Regions from separate parts of the Zea mays genome. Here region 1 is linked to region 2. Evidence: chromatin contacts called from public Hi-C data. All regions are on one chromosome and are shown on one strand. Each heading gives the region's core, a stretch centred on a gene start, on an enhancer-like site or on the middle of the called end of the contact. The rest is flanking DNA. Distances are from core to core; before and after follow the strand shown. Region 1 holds the start of LOC100285564 (dihydroflavonol-4-reductase). Region 2 holds the start of LOC100273390.

Region 1 (4,035 bases), core at 959-3,458, 540 kb before region 2:
GTCTCGAAGCAGTTTGGGACTCCAGACAGGCAGACACCATGTATATATGTTGTTGTTGCTATATCTTCAAAACAAGGTGATGTTTTTTTTTTCTTTTTTGCCTTGAGGTACCCCTAGGGTCGTCCATCCATGTGCTGCCTTCAAAGGAAAGAATAGGCATTGCTTTGCTTTTAAGGAATCGTCCAAGGCACCGGTCAGTCGGTCACACCTACCTCTTCAGTTTATCAGCATAACATTTGCAATTGCAAGCCAAGCGCAGTTACTAAATTAAAATTCATTCGGTTTTTTCTGACCGGCTCGTCCTATTCATTTTTTTTGGAAAAATTGAAAAATTCAATGCCACATTTAAAGTAAAACAATATCACCGCGAAAAATAACAATAATTATAAATTTTTTAAATAAGATAAGTCAGTCAAACTTAGAGTAAAAAATCAAGCGAATTATAAATTAGAACGGAGAGAGTAAGAAAAGACTGGGCCGCATGATCATTCACATGACTAAAATGCACTCCGGGTTTCAGTTTTCTATTACGTGGAGTATCTTGGCTTATCTAAGCATGGATACCCATCATCTGACTCGTAGCTAACAAAGTACTGTGCAGCATCATCAGATGGACTTTTCTATCCATGGAGAGCTATTCTTGACCTTGTCCAAAGGACATTAACTAGTCGTTACTGAGCAGACCAACTAGGCTACTCGTCATAAACCCTCCTGGCCATGGATTTCTTCAAATATCATCGTGCACAAGTTGAATTTTTGGAGCAGTCCACCACTATTTCCTTTGATAGCACATTGTTCGAAACGACGAAACCATTATTAAAATGCCCATACCTTGTCGGAATAGGGTACTCCGGGAAGAGTCCGGCGAGGATGCGGCAGAGCTCGCCGCGGTGCAGGGTGCGCTCGGCGCAGACGTACCGGCGGCCGCCGGCTCCGGGCGCCTCCAGCACCCTGACGTGCGCCTCGGCGGCGTCCCTGACGTGCACGTAGGCGTGCGACTCGTTGACGTACTCCTTTGTCTGTCCCGTGAGGTACTTGAGGATGTGCAGGGTGCTGGTGTTCATACTGGGCTGCAGCAGCTCGCCGAGCACCACCACCGGGATGACCACCGCCAGGTCCAGCCCCCGCGCCCGCGCCGCCTCCCACGCGCCCTGCTCCGCCACCGTCTTTGCGTAGCAGTACCAGTTCTGTGAGAATTCATTCATTCCAACGGCGTCAGGACTCAGGACTGGCCGCGCGCCGGAGCGGGGGTTCTTTCTTTTGTACTAATTGATTCGCAGGCCGGGCGAGAGTTTTTTGTTTACCTCGGTGCTCTTGCAGTACTCGAGGTCGCTCCAGCTGGAGTCGCCGAGCGGGGCGTCGGGGTCGCGGCGCGGGTCCATGTACATGGTGCCGATGGTGGAGGACAGCACCAGGCGCCGCACGCCGGCGTCCGCCGCCGCCTCCACGACGTTCCGCGTCCCGGCGATAATCGGCTCGATGATCTCCTCCTGCAAGCCAGGGGTGAATGAGAAGCTTCAGTTTTAATCCTTGCGCTCTCGTGTTGTACTGCTTCCAAGGAGAGGGCAAGAGGCGAGGTCTCGTCATTGGCGGGCGGGCGGGCGGGCGGCGGTGCTTACGGGGTTGTCGTGCATCGGCGAGGCGGTGTGGATGACGCCGTCGCAGCCGCGGAAGGCGGCGCGGAGGCTGGCGCGGTCGAGCAGGTCCACCTGCAGCATGGTGAGGCGCTCCGCCGCGCCGTCGAGCGCCCACAGGTGCGCGTTCTTGGGGTCAGCAGCTGCGCCGCCAGCCGAGTCGGGATTCGAGAGATCCAGCCGCCGCCACAAGCGACAGCCAAAGACAACCCGTCACGTCAGAGACATTCCGGCGCTTTTGTTGGGATTGCGAGGAGGAGAGGAGACGGAACGGACAACGGAGAGAGAGGGAGGGAGGGGAGGAGCAGGCAGCGACCAGCGCGTACCAACCTTCGCGGCGGGAGGTGCCCCGGACGGCGTACCCGCGGGCGAGGAGGATCTTGACGATCCACGAGCCGATGAAGCCGCCGGCGCCGGTGACGCACACGACGGCGGCCATCGCGCGCTGTCGCCCAGTCCCTTCTTCTTCCTCCTCCTCTCGAGCGTGACGGGCGCCGGGCGGGCGGTGATGCTGGTGCCGGTGCCGGGTGGGTGCGCCGCGCACGGACGGCCGGACGGGTGAATGGGTTCGTCCGAGAGCGGGCTGAGCAAATAGGGGCAAGCATTTATCCGCGGAATCGGGACGAAATGGTACGGTGAAGGGGCGGAAATGGCACAGAACGCGGGTGTCTCAAGGCGGTCGCGGTCGCACCAGGCCGTCATGTGAAACGCGAGTGCTACGACCTTGACGGCGACGAAGACCAACACCACCAGTGGATACCGCGCCTGGTGTGTGTGTCTGTCAACCTTGAATACAAATGCCAACGGCGAACCGTCATCCCATTATCATTTTCTGCCTATTGTGTTAAACGTGTGGTACAGGTAATAGTGCAGGAAGCCGTCTCTAATCTCTTGTTTATGACTGCCAGTGCCACCAGCCACCAGCAGCTGTTTCTGTACTGCTGGTAATAGTACTAGCAATAATAATCACGCTGAAAAAATGGTGCCCTGCAAGCACAGCAGGGATCACGTGCCCGGACACGTCGCAGTTGTTTGGTGGGGCTCCGCTCATGCCACTTGCCAGTGTCGTGCGGGGTCGGTGAAAGGGAGGGAAACGTCGCGGCCTTGTGCGACGCGCTGAAGGATCGGAGCCACCAGTGGCCAGTGGGTGATGCATCGCTGGGCCCTCGACGTCCACGTCGGCACGAATCCTCGGTGCCTGCCGACGCAAATCTTTGCTAACTCCAAAACATCTAAACTGATAGACTTTTGTTACCTACAATCCTATGTTTCTGATTCGGTTTTCTAAAACAAAATACAGATACATCCTATATTATATTAGTTGGCAGAGGTTCATATCATATCAGGACAGGGAAGGCGGAGAGGATCATATCATATCAGTGAGGAAGCACACGGCGAGAAGACGCGGGAAACCACTGCTACGGACGCACGCGAATGGATTAGGGAGAGTCCTGGTTCCCGCAAATATGCAGGAGGGAAGCTATCGATGCGGGGGAAGCGAAAAAATGGGAAAACAATAGGCGTCTGTTGGAGAGGAGTTATCGTCCTTTTTTCTTAAAAAATATTTTGAGGTTGTTTTAGCATCTCTTTTGGATTTTCTCTAATACCCATCCATTTTTGGATACTCATTACATCCTTTGCGTACCCACCCAAAAATACATCTTCTATTTGACTACCATTATCTCTAACAATAACCATCTAGACCGAATTTTTTACATTTTGGTCCTTTCTCGGAAAAAAATCACGTTTAGACACTAGAAAATTTTAATGTCATTTTTGGACCCTTTGCTCGGCGCCGTAGCCTATGGCGCCGAGGTAACACAGCTCGACGCCATAGGCTATGGCGCCGAGGTACGTGCTGCGCTGGCGACGTGATATCGAGCTCGGCGCCATAGATCTTGGCGACGAGCTTAGTTGTGTACATGAAACTTGTCTAGCTCAGTCGGTAAAGCACAAGTGGTTGTGGGTTCGAGCCACACAGTGGATGTTTTTTAATACTTTTTGTCTTTTTCACTGATTTTTTTTTGTTGTCCAGATTTTTCGTTTATGTCGCTGATTTGTCCGTCCAGATTTATTTCTCATCTATATTTTTTTTGTTTTTATGACTAATTTGTTTATTCGTCCAGATATTTTTTTTGTTTATCCGGCGAGCACAACGGCTGTGTGCCACAGTGGCCGTGAGCCGTCAACTTTCCCCCTTGTTTGCTCAGCTAACCTACACCTAGGAAAATCAAACTGAACCGCAAATAGACTATAATGTTTAAAACTTCTTTTGGAAATGCAATTTGAAGATTAGCATAGGAATAACAATTATGTTTCTCTTTATCAACCAAAAAGTGACCTACAAAATAATAGCATGGTTAGATCTATGCATCGTTCCCTTGATGGGAACTCAGCATTG
Region 2 (4,007 bases), core at 1,358-3,857:
TAATCAAGCAATGATGGCTGAGGTTAGTACCTCCGCAAAAACCACTCTGTTTACCTCTAACACTCAATAATGTAAGAATTCAATTGTTTGGCAAGAATAATCAAAGTTTAAATACAGAGAATGTAATAAAAGGCCTTCCCAAAGATACCTTGATTAGTTCGCCTTCACAATAACCATCAATCTCAGTCCTAAAAATAGGAGACACAGAAAAAGTCACAGAGTCAGGCTATTTTGCATCAAACATGAGAAATATAACTTAACGAAATAAATGCATACGCTGCAAGCTCCTTTTGCACCCGGACAGCCTCAACTTGGACAACCATTTGGGCCTTCTTAACAGTTTCATAGAGATTTTGCATATTTCCAAAAATTCCTGCCTAACGTTATTAAAATATCAGAGGGCTTCAATATTGTTATAAACAAAATGTCAATTACGAAATTAGAAGATATATATCAAAAAAATAAATGACAGGAACCAATTCGGCAATCTTCAAAGGTTTTCACAAGCAATGTACGAGCACATATTGGTTTTCACATGAACAATCACTAATCAAGGATCTAAACAAAGAAAGAGCTTAACATTTTGGATTGCATAACTCGCAGTATGGAGTAGGTGTTAGCTACTAATAAAAGATTGTTTCACTGGAATTCTTTGCATGCTTTTCTTTGTTTGCCCCATAAGTATAGGGATAAATCCATTTTGGCCATCAAACTATCGCCCTTTCGACCATGAAACTCGAAAACCAGAAATCTCTGACCACCCAACTACTGAAAGTGTTTACATTTGGACTACACGTTGCAGTGGGACCCACTTGTCAGCTTCACATCCCTATCTCTCTCGCCTTTCTCTATATCCTCTCTTGTCACTCCCTTGCTGCCGCCACCACGAGCCACCTCTTCCTCTGCGTCTACTGCCACTGCCACAAATATGGCTCTAGCCAATGTGAGACACGCTGCACAGGGGCAGTGTAGACAGATCTAGGGGACTCCAGGTGCTCCTCTTCCTTCTATCCGCACCGCGATCCTCCTATTCCACGTTGGCCAAAGTGCGCCAAGGGTGCAGGCACAGACGCGTACCTAGGCTAGGATGCATGCTGCACATTCAAGGAAGTGGTAGCGCCGTAGCGGTGCCCTAATGGAGAAGGGAGAGCGGCACACTTGAGGGGGAGGCACGTATGAGGAGAGAGACGGTGAGATAGATGACATGGGGAGAGACCGTGAGACAGATGACGTGGGGAGGAGAAAGAAGAGAGAGCTCTGATGAGTGGGCCTATTGCCACATGTCGTCCATGTCAACAAAACCACCATTGAAACCAGCTCAGTGACTAAACATTAATGGCTTTCATTGTTCAATGGCCAAAGATTTCTGGTAACAGAGTTCAATTGCCAAAATCTAACGTAGCTATAGTTGAATGGCCAAAAATGGACTCCTGCCATAAATATATACATAATGAATCATCCCAAAACAATGAAATTAGAGTTTTTTAGTTCTAGGCTTCTAGCTAATTCGAAGAAGAGGAACAAAACCTTAACAATGACACCAGATCAGTCAATTGCTTACTTTCGATGGCGCCTCATCACCATTCTCATCTTTATCCTTCTTCCCTCCAAATAAACTGTACACTCGGAAAGGTCTATAACTTGCTCTCTTCCTTGTGGAACACGGCAAACAGAAAGCGCCCTCTATGTTCATTCTATTACCTGAACAACAGTCACAACGGTGGGCACAAGATGTTCAGTTGTTACCAAATCCAATATCAAATTATCAGCAAGTATGCACTGGTGTCTCAGTACAAAAGAAAGGCAGCATTGAATAGTGCACGAGGGTCCATTTTATAAAGTTCGCTTCACCAAAGCAACAAGAGTCCATACTCCATAGTGAATCTAAAAACCTAGAGTATTTTTTCATTCTGGTAATTACTCATAGGCAGGTACAGCTGAGCTGAGTAATCGTTGCAAGGTGGACATTTCTACTCGTTTTGAGAGCCCGACTCGAGCTCAACGGCTCCAAGCCAGGCAGCCGGCTACCATCAGCAATAGCTGCTCCAAAATCCCAACAAAGCCGCGCCTGCCGTTCCAGCACGCAGCCCCAGCCATCGCCCTAGACTGCAACACCATCTCCAATGGAACACATCCCCAAATCAGACACCCAGCGCAAGGACAATGCGCTGTGCAACCACTGGGGAGGACCCGATTCCAGATTTCCCACTTACTCCCGCAGGCTCTAAATCGTAACTCGAGGAAGAACCGACCGAGATGGGTCGTAAAAGTCGGAGGTTTGGGACTTACGGGTAGGTTTCGACGCGAGCGGCGTCGAGAAGGCGGAGCGGAAGGCCACCGGAGCGAGAGCTGTGGAGGGAGCCATCAGGGCGACGGGGAGAGGGAGGTGAGGCCACCGCCCGCCGGAGACGAGGGAGAGGGTAGAAAGGAAAGGGAAACGGACTTGATTTGAAGAAAAAGAGGACAGGTGGCTGATTTGATAGATACTACCAGGCAGCGGTGGCCGTGCGGGCAGGTTGCGGTTGGGCGCGTGGCGGAGCTGCCGGAGGAGCCGCGGCGGGCGCGGATGGGGAAGGAGGTGCGGGCGCGGCAACAGGGCATGGGATCGATGGGAAGGGATAAGGAGTGACGGGAGTGAGCGACCTGACGCCGTGACGCGGGCCAAACACGCGAGGACGATGGTCGTGGCGGGCATCGGGCGGTCCGAGCGATGATCGGACGGATGCGACTGGCTCGGGCATGCTTCCACAAATTTCAAGTGATATGAACAGCTGTTCTAAGTAGCATTTCAAGTGATATGAACAGCTGTTCTTAGTAGCATTTCAACCAAAAAAAAGGAACGGAACGTCAGTGTTAAATCACAGATTGGTAGTCCAGTTACATCGCAATTCGACATTAGAAAAAAACACACACGTAATTAGTCAACCACAAACAGATCTTTCATTATTTTCAGATAAGATGGGTACACCATGCAACTAAAATCAGATTCATCATATACTTACAACCCGAAATAGCGAGCGGGCAATTCAGGTTTCGAGTATTTTGCACCTAACCGCCAGCAAAACACACTAACGTCACGGTTCATTCTCGCAACAAAAAACTGGATTTGACACCATTTTGGACAACGAAAACACGAGGAATGCTACACACCACACAAAGAATAGACAGACTCAGCCATGGTTCCGAGGGCTGGAGAGTGGAGATGACCGAAAGCTGGCACAAGAAAGGTTGTGATCTGAAGATCCACCACTGCACTAGGCAATGCCATTGTCCGGGGTAACTTAGGCAGGATTTGCATGGCATGCCACGTACAGTTGAGATACGTACACTGCAGGTTTCTTCGTTCCTTTTTTTCACCTGCCTTATGAAAGCAAATGGTTGCGCCCTGGTGAGTGCCAGCCATGCTTCACTCCTCAGCAACACTGGTCCAAAGAATTTTCTGTTCTGTTAATGCGCTACAAAGATACGAGAAAGGTTCCAGCTAGGAAAGCAAGCAAGGCATGCACTCACCGACTCTTGGCTTCGTCCACATTGCTGGCAGATTGCCCTGCTGCTTCGGCCTTCTTGTTCCGATCGACAGGTTTTTTGAACTGCACCAGGATCATGGTCATGTTGTCGCACCCGTCTCCAGCGATCGTTGATGGAGCCAGGCATCTGTCCAGCACTCTCTCGCACACGGCAGACAGGCTGCTCTCCTGCAAGTGTTTGTTTGTCTCATTCATTCATGGTGTGTCACTGCCTGCCACTTCAATCTTACTGAAGTTGATGAAACTGTTGCGAATTTTAAGAAGATTGTGGTTGTGTACCGTGTTTATACGCTCGTGGATAAAATCCACCAGCTGTTGGCTTGACATGCAGTCCCTGCTCATAAAACAAAGTGGTACTTCTGTGAGAGGCGAATGGTATGTTAGAGCCAGGCACTTTGATATCAGTAAGAATTGTCCGAGGTGTAACGCTGTACATAGCGTGAAGGTACCGAAATGTAGGTAGATAGCCTTACCAAATGC

The links. A called contact is a pair of places that touch in the nucleus more often than the background predicts.
Region 1: a Hi-C map of endosperm shows a contact between it and region 2, with 2.8 times the contacts expected there. The contact joins the promoter of LOC100285564 here to the promoter of LOC100273390 in region 2. A contact is called at or near these places in 2 of 25 Hi-C or Micro-C datasets (endosperm and leaf).

Annotation. Positions count from the first base shown.
Region 1 is chr5:94,462,286-94,466,320 of Zm-B73-REFERENCE-NAM-5.0, reverse strand. It overlaps LOC100285564 (dihydroflavonol-4-reductase), which reads right to left and starts at 2,208. Exons shown (of 6, transcript NM_001158455.2): 1 at 1,965-2,208; 2 at 1,620-1,777; 3 at 1,305-1,490; 4 at 832-1,187. The coding sequence starts at 2,073. LOC118472037 (a long non-coding RNA gene) reads left to right here. Exons shown (of 5, transcript XR_004849520.1): 4 at 1-193.
Region 2 is chr5:93,919,752-93,923,758 of Zm-B73-REFERENCE-NAM-5.0, reverse strand. LOC100273390 reads right to left here and starts at 2,607. Exons shown (of 7, transcript NM_001147827.1): 1 at 2,290-2,607; 2 at 1,562-1,701; 3 at 277-377; 4 at 149-188. The coding sequence starts at 2,365. LOC100283027 (protein phosphatase 2C) reads right to left here. Exons shown (of 14, transcript NM_001155929.2): 11 at 4,001-4,007; 12 at 3,807-3,861; 13 at 3,511-3,695; 14 at 2,953-3,422. The coding sequence ends at 3,407.